4 separate regions of the Zea mays genome follow, and regions 1, 2 and 3 are each linked to region 4. Evidence: chromatin contacts called from public Hi-C data. All regions are on one chromosome and are shown on one strand. The core of a region is the stretch at or near the end of the contact, and the rest is flanking DNA. Distances in the headings are between cores, read along the strand shown.

The links. Hi-C and Micro-C count contacts between places; a contact is called where the count stands out from the background.
Region 1: a Hi-C map of bundle sheath shows a contact between it and region 4, with 2.9 times the contacts expected there. The contact joins the promoter of LOC100280788 here to the promoter of LOC100286116 in region 4. A contact is called at or near these places in 3 of 25 Hi-C or Micro-C datasets (bundle sheath, root tip and tassel).
Region 2: a Hi-C map of tassel shows a contact between it and region 4, with 9 times the contacts expected there. The contact joins the promoter of LOC542033 here to the promoter of LOC100286116 in region 4. A contact is called at or near these places in 3 of 25 Hi-C or Micro-C datasets (bundle sheath, leaf and tassel).
Region 3: a Hi-C map of endosperm shows a contact between it and region 4, with 3 times the contacts expected there. The contact joins the promoter of LOC100279175 here to the promoter of LOC100286116 in region 4. A contact is called at or near these places in 10 of 25 Hi-C or Micro-C datasets (bundle sheath, ear, endosperm and 3 more) and 1 of 3 datasets of contacts at active chromatin or transcription factors (leaf).

What each region holds. Positions count from the first base shown.
Region 1 is chr4:183,579,046-183,582,199 of Zm-B73-REFERENCE-NAM-5.0, reverse strand. LOC100280788 (ethylene-responsive element binding protein 2) reads right to left here and starts at 1,867. Exons shown (of 1, transcript NM_001153709.2): 1 at 839-1,867. The coding sequence starts at 1,757. The coding sequence ends at 1,065.
Region 2 is chr4:183,882,283-183,885,327 of Zm-B73-REFERENCE-NAM-5.0, reverse strand. It overlaps LOC542033 (MADS19), which reads left to right and starts at 1,351. Exons shown (of 8, transcript NM_001111678.1): 1 at 1,351-1,750. The coding sequence starts at 1,569.
Region 3 is chr4:183,746,554-183,749,700 of Zm-B73-REFERENCE-NAM-5.0, reverse strand. LOC100279175 reads right to left here and starts at 1,708. Exons shown (of 1, transcript NM_001152201.1): 1 at 954-1,708. The coding sequence starts at 1,573. The coding sequence ends at 1,115. LOC100273656 (a long non-coding RNA gene) reads right to left here. Exons shown (of 6, transcript NR_146329.1): 6 at 1,903-2,229.
Region 4 is chr4:184,559,584-184,562,908 of Zm-B73-REFERENCE-NAM-5.0, reverse strand. LOC100286116 (Protein CURVATURE THYLAKOID 1D chloroplastic) reads left to right here and starts at 1,572. Exons shown (of 5, transcript NM_001159004.3): 1 at 1,572-1,776; 2 at 1,847-2,082. The coding sequence starts at 1,650.

The DNA of each region.
Region 1 (3,154 bases), core at 618-3,117, 980 kb after region 4:
AATAAAGACCCGGAGGTTCTCAAAAGTCTTTTTCTTCAAGGTTTGCCCGCAAAAGTTCTTGGATGTTAAACCATCTATCAAAGGTTCTCGAAGATTTAACATTGCGTTCGAGGTTCTAAAAGGTAAACCTTGTCTATGTTTTATTCTCGGAGGTTCTTAGAGACTAAACATTCTTTCAATTTTTATTAGATTTAATGCTTTGCTGAACATTCTTAGAGGTTTAACCTTCTCACAAATGTTCTCCAAGGTTTAACCTTTGAAGGTCCAGGATCATAAAAATTAGGGTTTCCTTTCAATTCTAGAGAACCTTTTTCTTGTGTGTCCCGAAGGTACCACTGTAACTTAACTGAAACAATGGTGTAAGTGAATTACCGTAAACTTATTTCTTTGAACACTTGTCTCTACATTTTATGCATTTATTTGTTTCTCACTGTGTTCATCTTTATCCTTTTGCCTTTCTATCGCCCAACAGCAAAAGGAGAAGCTACTATAATTTTAATTATGTTGTTCTGTTAACAGTTTCTTGTAGAAGCTAGAATAGGTAACCAACAAATATCTCGCCTAGGGGAATTTTCCGAAGACGAAAAATATTTTTTGAGAAACCTGATTGATGTTGCGATCCTATGATGGGTAGAAAGTAACCTTAAGTTCTACTTCTAAAATAGGCCCTAAAGGCTGGTTTGGTATAAGAGAAATGGAAAAGGATTACAGAGGATGAATTTCCTTGCTATTCAAAATCGAATAGCAAAGAAATTCTTCTTCTCTATCTATCCTCTTCAATTTCTCTCCTACCAACTCAGTCCTAAGGCTAGTTTGGATCCATAATTTTCCATTCGTATTAAAGGGGATTGAGGGATGACGGTGGTGTAAAACTCGTACGAAAGCCATGGCTGACTGACGAGTTACAGATTTACAGCACAGCCAGTGAGCTGGTGGCCACATGGCTCCAAAATTCAATTTATGATTCTCTTCCCCTAAAAAACAACCGTAGAATCTGGTCATCATAAAAATAAACGCACAACAACAAGAGGAAGATCCGGAGATGGACGGCCGAAGTAGCAGGATCACGGCATGGACCAGAAGCTGCCGTCATCCATCGTCATGATCTCGTTCAAGCCGTCCCAGATGTCCTGGTCCTTGGGCGGCGCCGGCCCTGTTCCCTGCAGCGTGGTCGGCGCCCGCGCCACCGCCACGTGCAGCGGCGACGCGGCGTTGGACCCGCAGTTCTCGCGGAGGCTCTGACCGGGCAACGGGCGGCGCGGCTGCACATCCCGCGCCGCCGCGGCGGCGGCGGCGTCCGGGAAGTTGAGCTTGGCGCGGCGGCCCCGGAGCTCGACCGCGGCGGCGTCGTAGGCGCGGGCGGCGTCCTCGGCGGTGTCGAACGTGCCGAGCCACTTGCGCGCGGCGCGGCGCGGGTCGCGGATCTCCGCCGCCCACTTGCCCCACGGCCGCCGCCGCACGCCCATGTAACTGCTCGCCCTGCTCCGCCTCCGCCTCCGCTTGCCCGCGCCTCCGCCGCTCGCGGAGCACTCCGCGCCATCGCTGTCGCTGCTCGACGCGGCGGCGAGGTCGCAGCCGCCGGGGCACCCGCACGCTGACGCCGCGGCGGCAGGGGCCTCTGCGGCGGCCGCCTCCGGGACCAACGACGCGGCGGCGGTGTCACCGGACACGACGGAGATGAGCGCGCGGAGCAAGAGTGCGTTCTCCTGCTCGGTGTTCGGGAGCTGGAACCCGCCGCTCTCCAGCCTCGACGTCATTGCGGGGGGTGGTGGTGGCTCTGCCGATTCGAGTGCGACGACGTGGCGTCGGTGTCGCCAAAAAGTGGCGGAGAATAGATGGCGGTCGTGTACTCCGAGGTCGCGGCGATGATGTCTCAGGGTGTTGCGCAGTGGGAAATTTATACCGTGTACGCGGAGTCGAAGCGGTGCACCGGGTTCTCATCGCGTACGTGTGAACGGAGAGTATAGTTTAAGAAGATATGAACGACGGACGGATGATCAGAGTGGAAGCGGCTTCATTCCATTTGCGGTGGTATTTTTTCTATTCTGCGGAGGCCCCATGCGGTATCATTATCTTATGATTAGTTCTTATCATGAGCTCAACGCACGTTAGTAAACATATCCCTTTTTTTTCAAGAAAGAAGTACCATTGATGTTGCTATATGACGTGGAGTGCTATCGATGTTAGTGCTTCATAACTCAAGAATTAACATACTATTGTTCAATCAAACAAACTTGGTTGCTGCGGCGTTAATCCGGCTACAACTACAGTTTCTCCGATATTTTATTTCTATAGATTACAGCTGCACCAGTCCGAATGGTTAACTAACTGTATTCGTATTGCTAGCTGTCATATGCTGTTGTGTACGAAAACACAGATTTTTTCCCTGTCCATCCTGTATCTACATACCGACTTGGCCACTTGGGGGGTTGGCCCTAGCGACCTGGACGCTGAAACTACATGTCGACTGTGCTGGCTGACGTCGTTGAACTGAATAAAACAAGTCCGCTTTGGAGAAGCCAAAAGATTCAGACCTCGACGATGGCACGGCAACGGCAATTGTCTAGTAGTAGATCCAGATGAGATCGGTCCCCAAAGTGGGTGGTAGACTATCTTGTATTCGCCGTTGAGCTAGTCGGCCGGCCCACCTAACCACTGCGCGAGGGCCGGGCCGGCGGTGCGTTACTGCGTTTAGCACGCGTCCCCGTGCCGTCGTGGAAGTCGAGTCGCGACCGGCCGAAGAGGTTCACTTGTCAACTTGTCATGTCGACCGGGCCATCCCACTCAAACCTCGCAACCCAACGACTCATCCTGTCCTCACGAACTCAAGCGTAGAAAGCCATCTCTCTAAAAACTACGGCTCGGTGATGTCATTGGACACCCAATATCTAATAGGTAAAAATTCCTATTAGAACATGAGTACAATAAATTTCAATGCTCGCGGGTATGTTATTGGACCATTTTCTATATCCATCGGGTGTGATAGGTGTAGCCATATTCTCTCATCCTAGGGGAATCACGCTAATATATGACACTAGGTCCAGAGCATATAAATGCTCCATATAAAATGTCAAAAGTCAAAACCATATATACGATAGATACAAAAAAATAGTATGTTCTTCTAGCATCCATCATTAGAGATGGCAATGGGTAC
Region 2 (3,045 bases), core at 102-2,601, 680 kb after region 4:
ACCAAACATAAGATAGTGTATGTTATTAACTAGACCGGCTAGAGCCAATCTCAATAGATGTGAGTCAGACTCAGACTCAAACATACAGACAATCAATCAGGTCTTTCACCTCTTCTATTTCTCAATCCACAGCACACACCACCAATAACCATGGGTGTGTTTAGATCGTGGACTCCCAATCAGCTGCCTGCGAGACATTCATTTCTAGCTCTCGCGCGTCCGAAATCGGTGGCCTGGGACGCTAAGCAGATCCGATGAGGGCCGAACCAAATATGCAATGCCTCATCATGTAGGGCATGTTTGGTTTGTGGCTAAATGTGCCACACTTTGTCTAATGTTAGTCATTCGAATTGAATAACTAACTTTAGGCAGAAAAGTTAGGCAAAGTGTGACAATTGAGGTAACGAATCAAATATGCCCGTAATCTCTCGTATTGATATGACTTCTCTTTCTCTAGCACGGTTGGTGGTTGTTTGGTACTGACACTACGTGGAACCAGAATCGAGATAAGATTGCCCAGGACTGACTGATACGCAAACGGAGCAAAAGCAGACTGTGTCCATAATTACCCTGACCAAGCTGATGGAACCGGCGGGAGTAATGAATACAACAACCTGGCGCGAAGCAGCACGCACCGTGTTCACTGATGAAGCGAAGCGAGGGCAGATCTGCGCGAGATCCGGGCGGCCCGCCAAATCCCCGGGGGCCGGGGCGGCGCGCGGCACAGCGGTGCACCACAGAATCGGGGCCGGAACAGCGAATCCGGGCGGATGCAGCACAGCAGCAGTACGCGCTACGCGGCCAACCCAATCCAATCGAAGCGAAGGCGCAGCACACGGCATCTTCTCTTCCTTCCTTCCCAGCTCCCACCCCCGCCGGCTTTCTCCCTGATTTGTGATTTTCCCACAACGCCGCAGAGTGAGGCTGAGGCTACGGCAGGGCAGCCAGCCAGCAGAGAGCGCACCGTCACCGCGCACCACGCGGCCGCCTGCTACAGGCTGTACTGTTCTGGTCCGGCAGCACCCACCCGGCCACCCCTCACTCGGTCACTCCGCAGTCCGCACTCTCCCTTTCCTTTTCAGGAATCATCTACCTCGCCCGCTTGGCACCATCCCTACGCTACGCCTCGTCTACTGCCTGCTGTCATGCTGTGCGTGGGTGGGCGGGCCCCGCCGCGCCGTTCCGTGTGGCGAGGGGAGCATAAACAATGACTGACTGGGCCGGCCGGCCCCGTAGCCATTCGTCTGCCTTTCCCTCTCCCAGTTTCCGTTTTTTTAATGCTTTGTTTACTCGCGGGGATCATGGGGTAATCGCGTGGGCCGTGCCTGGCTGGGTTTATTTATGCCGACCTGCCAATTGGAGCAAATCCCCTTTCCTGCCCCTCCCCCTCCGCCTTTCCTCTCTCTCGCTCTCCTCCTCTCCTCTCCTCTCCTTCCGCATCACACACCACGACTCCCAACCGCCGGTTGGCTTTGCTGCTCCGAGCTCTTCCACACCCGCCCTCTCTCTTGTGGGTCGGCGGCCGAGTGTCTGCGTCGTCCACGGAGATCAGGGATCGGCGGCGGGGTATGGCGAGGGAGCGTCGGGAGATAAAGAGGATAGAGAGCGCGGCGGCGCGGCAGGTCACGTTCTCCAAGCGCCGCCGCGGCCTCTTCAAGAAGGCTGAGGAGCTCTCCGTGCTGTGCGATGCCGACGTCGCGCTCATCGTCTTCTCCTCCACGGGAAAGCTCTCCCAGTTCGCCAGCTCCAGGTGCGTAGTATACAGTAACACAGTATGCAGTTCCCTTCCCTGCCCAGCGTCCGTCTACCCCTTCCTCACTTCCACCCCCACGGCGCCATGTTTCGTTAGATCTAGCAGCTGTCCTCCCTCCACGCCTTCCGACTTGTAACTCGTAAGATCCCGGGCCTTTTTAGGGTTCCCGCTGTTCTCTACTCTACCTAGAGTTCACGCGATGATGTCCATCGTTTCGGATCCAACTTTTTACACGTGAGTATGATGTTTTGGGTTAGGTCTGATGAGGGCGCGCACTTCGCTGCGTCTGAGTGTCCATATCGAAATGGGAGCACTGGGGATTTTTTAATCTATATATATTTTAACTGTAGTTTCTACATGTGCTTGCATATTATTTTTTTGATTCCTTTTTTCCGATTGGGCATTTCCATTGTCTCCTGCCAGCACTGTGGCATCTGTTATTTGCTGTGCGTATCAGTGTGTATAGAGTTAATTGCGTTTGGAGGTGTGCATCTTGCCAGTTCTGCGGTGTGGGGGTGGGGGTAAAGGTCTCCTCTGCCAATTGCGTACGATTGTCCTTGTGATTTTATGTGGTGCTGGGTGCCGTTGCATTACCTAGCGATCAAAAGAGGGTTCTCGTGCTTTGTGCGATTCTGTATTGCTGCAACTAAGGCCTGTTGGTTGGACTTATTATAGAACTTCGTATTTCTTGCTCAATCATGTGCTACCTACTTTACTGTTGGTTGATTTAAAGTCTGTATTGGCTAAATCATGTGCCATCACTGTTGTATAATATGATTTTTTTGTGTCGTTAAATCATGTGCCACTCTTTACATGTCAGTTTCTCATCGAGTCTTTTGGCTCCCTCTGCTGGAAGGGAGCCTTCCCAAGAGGCCAAGACTAATCACTTTTGCAGTGCCTAATGTTATGCTCGAATGCTTGTTATATGATATATACCCCACTTTATCCAGCTTCTGTCGCCTAAGGTAGAATGTGATTATTGTTGGGAATAACTTTTGGACTTTAGAGTTAAGTGTAGGATTCTAACACTGTATATGTTTCAGCATCTTCCAGCATCATATTTGTTTGTGGTCCTCTTCCCAGTAAACATATCTACTAACTACAAGTGATGTCTATCATTTTATTTTAATTTATATGTACAGGAATGACAGTAAGCTACCATTTTCTTTTAATTTGTATGTACAGGAATGGTAGCGGGATTGTTCCTGTAGATGCAAGCTTGTTCCTGTAGATGCATTGATCGGTGATGCGGTTAACCTCTTTTTCAAACGAGAGACTGATATTTTTACACA
Region 3 (3,147 bases), core at 459-2,958, 810 kb after region 4:
TTATATTTTTATAATTGCATATGTTCACCTTATTAAACCCCTCTGTTGTGAATAATAAGGTGGGTTGATGTTTTGGTACAGATTTACCTCTTTTTGTAATAGCTTCTAAGAGTATAGCTCTTTTTGGTTTTAATACTTGTTCTTGTTCTTTTTCAGATTGTAAAGCAGCTCGTCCACTGTTCCCTGCTCGTGAAGATCGCCTTTCTCTCCAATCGTGACGCCGATAGTGAGTTCTCTGCTTCGTCGAGTCACGCACTTAATTGCTAGAGGTCGCAAACGTTTTGAAGTCTGTGTGTACGATAGCTGAAAGAGACTATCCTTTAAAAATGTAGAAATTGTTTGATCCAGATTCGGATTTATTAATTCCGTTCGAATGGACTATGTAACATTTTCTCGTAATAGTATAACACACATTAGTAATAAGTTATCATGATATTATATGTTTTCGTTGCAACGCACGGGCATTCAACTAGTGATTGAATATGGACGGAAAAAATATGGGGTAAAAAGAACTATATTTTGGAACGGAGAGTACTTAATTCAGTTTTGATGTGGCGGTGACAGTCAGAAAGATTTTAAAGGAGTTTGCTCAAGCGGTATAAACCATCGAAGACAACCAGGTTTCCGGTTGCCTTGTGCCCGTGTAACCGTGTCCGTCGATGCAGAAGAGCGAATACCATGCAACATTGGGGGCAAGAACTGTCAGTCTGTGTGTGTAGCCAGCTAAGCATACTGACATACTGTCATTGTGTGAAAGATTGCAGTTGATGCAATGATGCTGTGTTTCCCCTTGTATGCAGGTTCTTGTAATTCTGACAGAATAAACTTGAGAGACAACGAGATTTTGCACAGAAGAACGGATGCACGAATTGTTTAGACCGGCAGATGGCCATGGCCTAAGCCATTCCGCTCTGATCACGGCTGTCTTTGTGGGATGGAGTAAGAAACGAACGCTCACAAGATTCCCTTTCCATGATTTGGGCCACATACATGGCTGCAAATGGAACAGGATGCATTAATCTGAACGTTTATTGCGTCTGATCATGGCCTAATAAAACATCGCAGTAATAATTGCATCAATAGATTGCAGCAGCTATGGCGAAGTAGGACGGCCTCAGTTCCTGCTCTGCTGCTGCTGGGCCTGGTGCTGCTGCTTGTGCAGCTGCGCTGACGCGATGGCCAGCATGGACCTCACCTTGGCCACAGCCGCGGCCTTGTCCGGCGGGCAGCTCGCCAGCGCCGCCCGCAGCGACCGCACGGCGGCGTCGGGCCGTCCCGCTCCCAGCGCCGCGCACGCCGCGCGGTACGCCTCGTCCGCGACCCTCGCGTCGTAGCAGGCCGGAGGCAGAGGGGAGGCTCCCCGGTCCCCCTGGCCCTCGGGATCGATCTCGGGCGGCGACGAGGCTGAGACTTGGGAGGGGTCGAGGAGGGCGCAGGCGCGGGCGTACTCGGTGGAGACGATGGCCGCGTCGATCTGCGACATTAGCGACTCGGGCGTCGACGGGAAGCTGCGGATCACGTCGAAAGGGCTCCACCCTCGCAGCCCGCCGCCGCCGACCTGGCTGCCCGACATGGTTTGGTGGATCGGACTACCGAGAGAGAGAGAGAGAGAGAGAGAGAGAGAGGTTGGATCTTGGATGGACTGGCGTAAGTGGATGGCCAAGCGAGAAAGAATGGAAACCGACTACACTACCAGTACACACTACACACCGGCAGTGTGAAGTGGGGCCTGGGGGGGCTGCTGAAGCGATAATCAACCGGATTGATCTGAACCGATCACACTTCATCGCCGTTCAGGGACAGGTAGAGATCAAAATTAACAAATGAGCATATCCGTGAACTGATAACAATCAGTATTAATCAGAGGAAAATTAAGGTCGCCAATAGGTGAATCACTGGATTCAATCAACCACCACCCACCAAATCCAATTGCCAGGTTGACTAAGCTAAGTTTTACTTTTACATCGTATATACCGGGGCCAAACGAAGAAAAAGAAAAGAGTATATTCCCAAAATGAAAAGAAAAAATATGTACGGTGGAACTGGTTGGATCAGCACAGCACTAGTCTAATTAATTCCTGAGTCTCGATGCTGTTCGTTTGGTAAGAGGTAGTGCAAGCACAGGTGACACCAGACATCCACGGCACGACAACAGGTGCATTGGGACGAGCATCTTGTAAGGCTCTGAATACTTAACTTGTCTTTGAAGTTCAGTTTGGGGTGGTCAGCCTGCAAGCAGCAGCAAAAACCATCATAAACGAGATATATATGCGAGGGAAACGGAAATGGCTTAGCGTCCACTCCCACATGATAAATTAAAAAACAAGAGACCTTTGGCTTGTATAGAGACAAAATATTAGTCTTGTATAGAAGAAACCTAACATGAAAAGGATCTTTGGCTTTGTCAGACTAATTATTTCTAATGTAGCAGGACAAATCAGCCTGCCCAAGCATCTTGCAGTCATAAACCAGACTTATTTTTTTCTCGAACCATGCCAGAGAATTACGTGTCATTTTATTATTAAGAAGAGAAAGGAAACCACCCTTCCCGGGGGAGGGGGTTAGTACATATTAACACTTTAGGGCTTGTTTGGTTATTTCCAATACGCATGGATTGGATGGGATTGGAAAAAAAATGAGAAGAAGTTTGACTTTGTTTGGGATTTAAACCTATCCAATCTCACTCAATCTACATGGATTGAGAGCTAACCGAACAAGCCCTTACAGATTATCAAAACCAGACCCGACCCTAAGTGGTCCAAATTTTAGGATAAGGTCCTGGAGGGCTGAAGCCCCGGCCAGGCACCATATTTGTCCTTCAGCAACAATGGCTTGCACTACACTCTGGGCCTTAGACCAGACTTATGCAACAAAATTGGTTGTTGCCATGACTAATGATTTTTACAAAGAATACTAGCTTAAATAAATCCAAGACTGTAAATAAATTATGCCACTAACGTGTTCATGCACCAACCTAACTCATTATTCAGATTAGGTAAAAAAATGTTATAGAATGCATATCTCAGCTAACAATAAGATAAACTGAACTCCACTAGTCCACAAACTGCAACGAGCTGGAAGCTTGTGGAACAATAAGATTACTCTGCAATCCTAGCCGGAAACAGCTGTGATGGCTATATGAAACTA
Region 4 (3,325 bases), core at 323-2,822:
TTGGAAGCCCAGTGCCCTAGAAGATTCAGCATACTGGGTTGGGTCCAAGTGCATGGGCCTGGTTTGTGCCAACTGTTACTGGGCCGACGAGCTAATCTTCAGACATGTAATATATGGAAAACAAAATACATTTTTATCTCTTGAACTATGGTCGTGGCCTGATTTTCATCCTCATATTTGAAAACTAGACATCTTATGACACCTAAATCAAGTGCTTAGAGCTGGTAGAAAATTCATGTAGAAGCTTCCAAAAATTAGATTTATTTCTATAAAAAATGAAAAAAAACATAGCCTACAATCTATAGAACATTTTAATTGATGTCAAATCATGTTTTCAAAAAAAACACACAACAAAAAACATAAGACACAATTAGAGTGAGTGCATTCAACATTAATGTATGCTCCATTCACGCTTGCTGCATCTCATATTTTGTAAGACGGTTTTTAAAATATATTTATACATTAGTTAGAATGCTTCGAAAATTTTCTAGACCCTTTTGGGTTATTTTTCTCATTTTACTCTCGGTAAATTTTAAAAGGACCAAATATGTCTACTCGATATACACGGACGATGCACAGCAAGGTGCTCCTTCTCAATCCCAATTCCAAACCAAAGTTGCAAGGACATAATAAGAGGTTACACCGCTTAGAGAGTAAGCGGAAATAGTTATAGAAAAACACTTTGGACATGCTAACTCTACTCTAATATGTTTTGCAAAATACTTTAGAGTTAGCACAGTTGGATACGATGAGCACATCATTTCATTATATACGTTGCAGTGTACAGTTGCAAGATCTTGAGCTTGTCAATTGATATTATGCGATCAGATGTATATTGGTCGTCCGGTTACTACATTCCATAACATGCTCTGCAACATATGCATACGACAACTTGAGAGATCAATATGCATCTAGTGCCCTGCATTGCATATCTTGGATGTGTTATTTGTTTTGGATGGGCCATAGCTTATTCCTCGATTTGAAGGTCTTGGAGCTCCCTGGTGTTGCAGCTTAGAATCTCTTTATATCAGTATACATACACCAACCAATAATTAGTTAGAGAACTTATGATATTACACTCTCTGTAACCCAAACCTCTATAAAAATAGCTATGTTTTAGGCATTATAAATTAGTAGACATACTATGCGATACTAAATCTTATTCTTTACTACTAGAATTGCTATTTTGCCTGATATTTTTTGTCTCTGTTAATATAGAATTAACTATGGATGCTACAACCAACAAGCACCGACGAAAGAAAAAAAAGGATAAAAGAAGTGGAGAGGCGTTCCTCTTTCACTTTGGAGGAAACCACAAAAATGCAAAATCACACAGGACATGACGGGCCCCGGAACAGGAGAGAAGCAAAAGCGAAAGCACCACCTGCCGTCCAAGCACCAAAGGCATGCACGAAGAATCGGCTCGGCCCCCAAAAAGCACAGGGCCCAGGCGCCCACCGCGCAGCCTGCCAGGCGGGGGAGCCGTTGGATGTCGCACAAACTGCCCAGTCCTCCGCAGTGGAGTACAGCGCCAGCGAGCCACCAGCACCCTCATCCTCCGTTTCGCGGCTCACAGAGATACCTCAAAACCCAACCAGGCCGGCGTCCAGGTGTCCACAGAAAGAGGAGAGCAGAGAGAGCGGGAGATCATGGAGCTCTGCGTCTCTACCACTGCCTCCGTCCGCGCCACCGCCGCGCCCATATCCTTCGCCCCGCCCCGGCGAGGCGCGTCTGCTTCCACCGCCCTCCCGCTCCACCGCCGAATCCCAACTCGAGGTACGGCCTAGCCAGCCCTCACTCTTGTAGCTCACGCGCCGTCTCGCTTGCTCTGATGCTTTCGCTTCAGGCTGGTGTTGCGCCAGCGCGGCCGTGCCTGACCCGGCGCCCTCCGAAGAGCTCGCATCCGCCTCCTACACCGTCGTCGTCGCGGACAAGCCCGATTCGCCTGCCGATGACAAGGTCGACGAGGTTAGCGCCGCGCCTAGTGGCTCCGCGGAGGCGCCCGTAGCAGAACCGGTGTCATCAGAGGCGTCCCCGTCCCCGTCCACGGATGACGGCGGTCTGGATGAGATACTAAGCAAGGTATCGCCGTGCTGCTGGCACCTGCTTTGCTGTTCAGAGTCCTAGGTCCCAGCAAAGCTTTACTTGCCTTTCGATTCCGCTGCGTGTCACACCTTTGAATGCTACAGTGGTAAACTCTTATGTGAAACTAAAGCAAACTGAAATGTTTTTTTTTCCTATCTTAAATGGATCATACGGAAAAGCAATGGGTTCAGTTTGACATTATAACTACAGCCGGGCAAAATAGCAATTGTTATCCTTGCTCATTACTGTAATAATAGACTAATAGTAAGGGCCGCTCATGCTGCTCCGGCTCCAGCACCGGAGCTGAGGAGCCGCACCAAATGTGGTCGGATGGGAGGAGGCGAGGAGCCCTTCTGGGCCGTTGAGCAGAGGAGCCAGAGTTGTATGTATGGAGGCGGAGCCACGTTTTGGCTCTGGGCTCTGGCTCCGACGGAGGAGCAACATGGACAAAACCCTCTCAAACATGGTCTAAGCTTGCAGTAACCTTTCCAGATTTTGCTGCAAGCCTGCAAGGCAGTCTATACAAAATGTAACATCAACAATTGCATTATCGCCTATTTTGTGATGTACCGGAGAATTTTGAGGCACGGTGCGGAACAAAAAATTGGCCCCATTACAAGCTGAGGAAAAAATGGATGTTATTCTCATAGCATCATGCCTTGCCAAAAGCAAATATTGGAGCTCTTGAAATATTGACTACAATGATACATTAGCTTTTACCTAAAATGATATCCTTCTGCAATGGGATGGCAGTTAATTTCTTGGAAAAAAAATTCCTCCCAATTGTTGTGGTGATTGTTGATTGAAATTAAAGCGGGAGTGAGGGAGATGCCTGCTTTTGACTCTATGGTGGGTATTAATTGTAGGTAGGGATAATGCATGAGCCTCAGGAGTTGCTTGGCCATGGGATGGGAAAGACTTTTTATTGCTAATCTATTTGTTATCCACCTAATTTGTTGATTACTACTAATACTAAGTATAGTAGTTAAAAAAATCGAGGCCCTAAGTAAATGCACTCCCTGCACATGCTTGCCCGTATGTATATAGTACATCTCACTATCATGTATTGTTTAGTATCACCATCTTACCTGTAGAGCTTTTGAATCAACAACCTGAGTGATTCAGCTATGGTTTAACCCTTAACATTTGCAGAACTCTAGAACTCCAAAGGCACAACATGTTATGAAATTACGAGTATCTTAGTTTTTTTTGCTCCAGATTATGCCAGACTTATCATGCT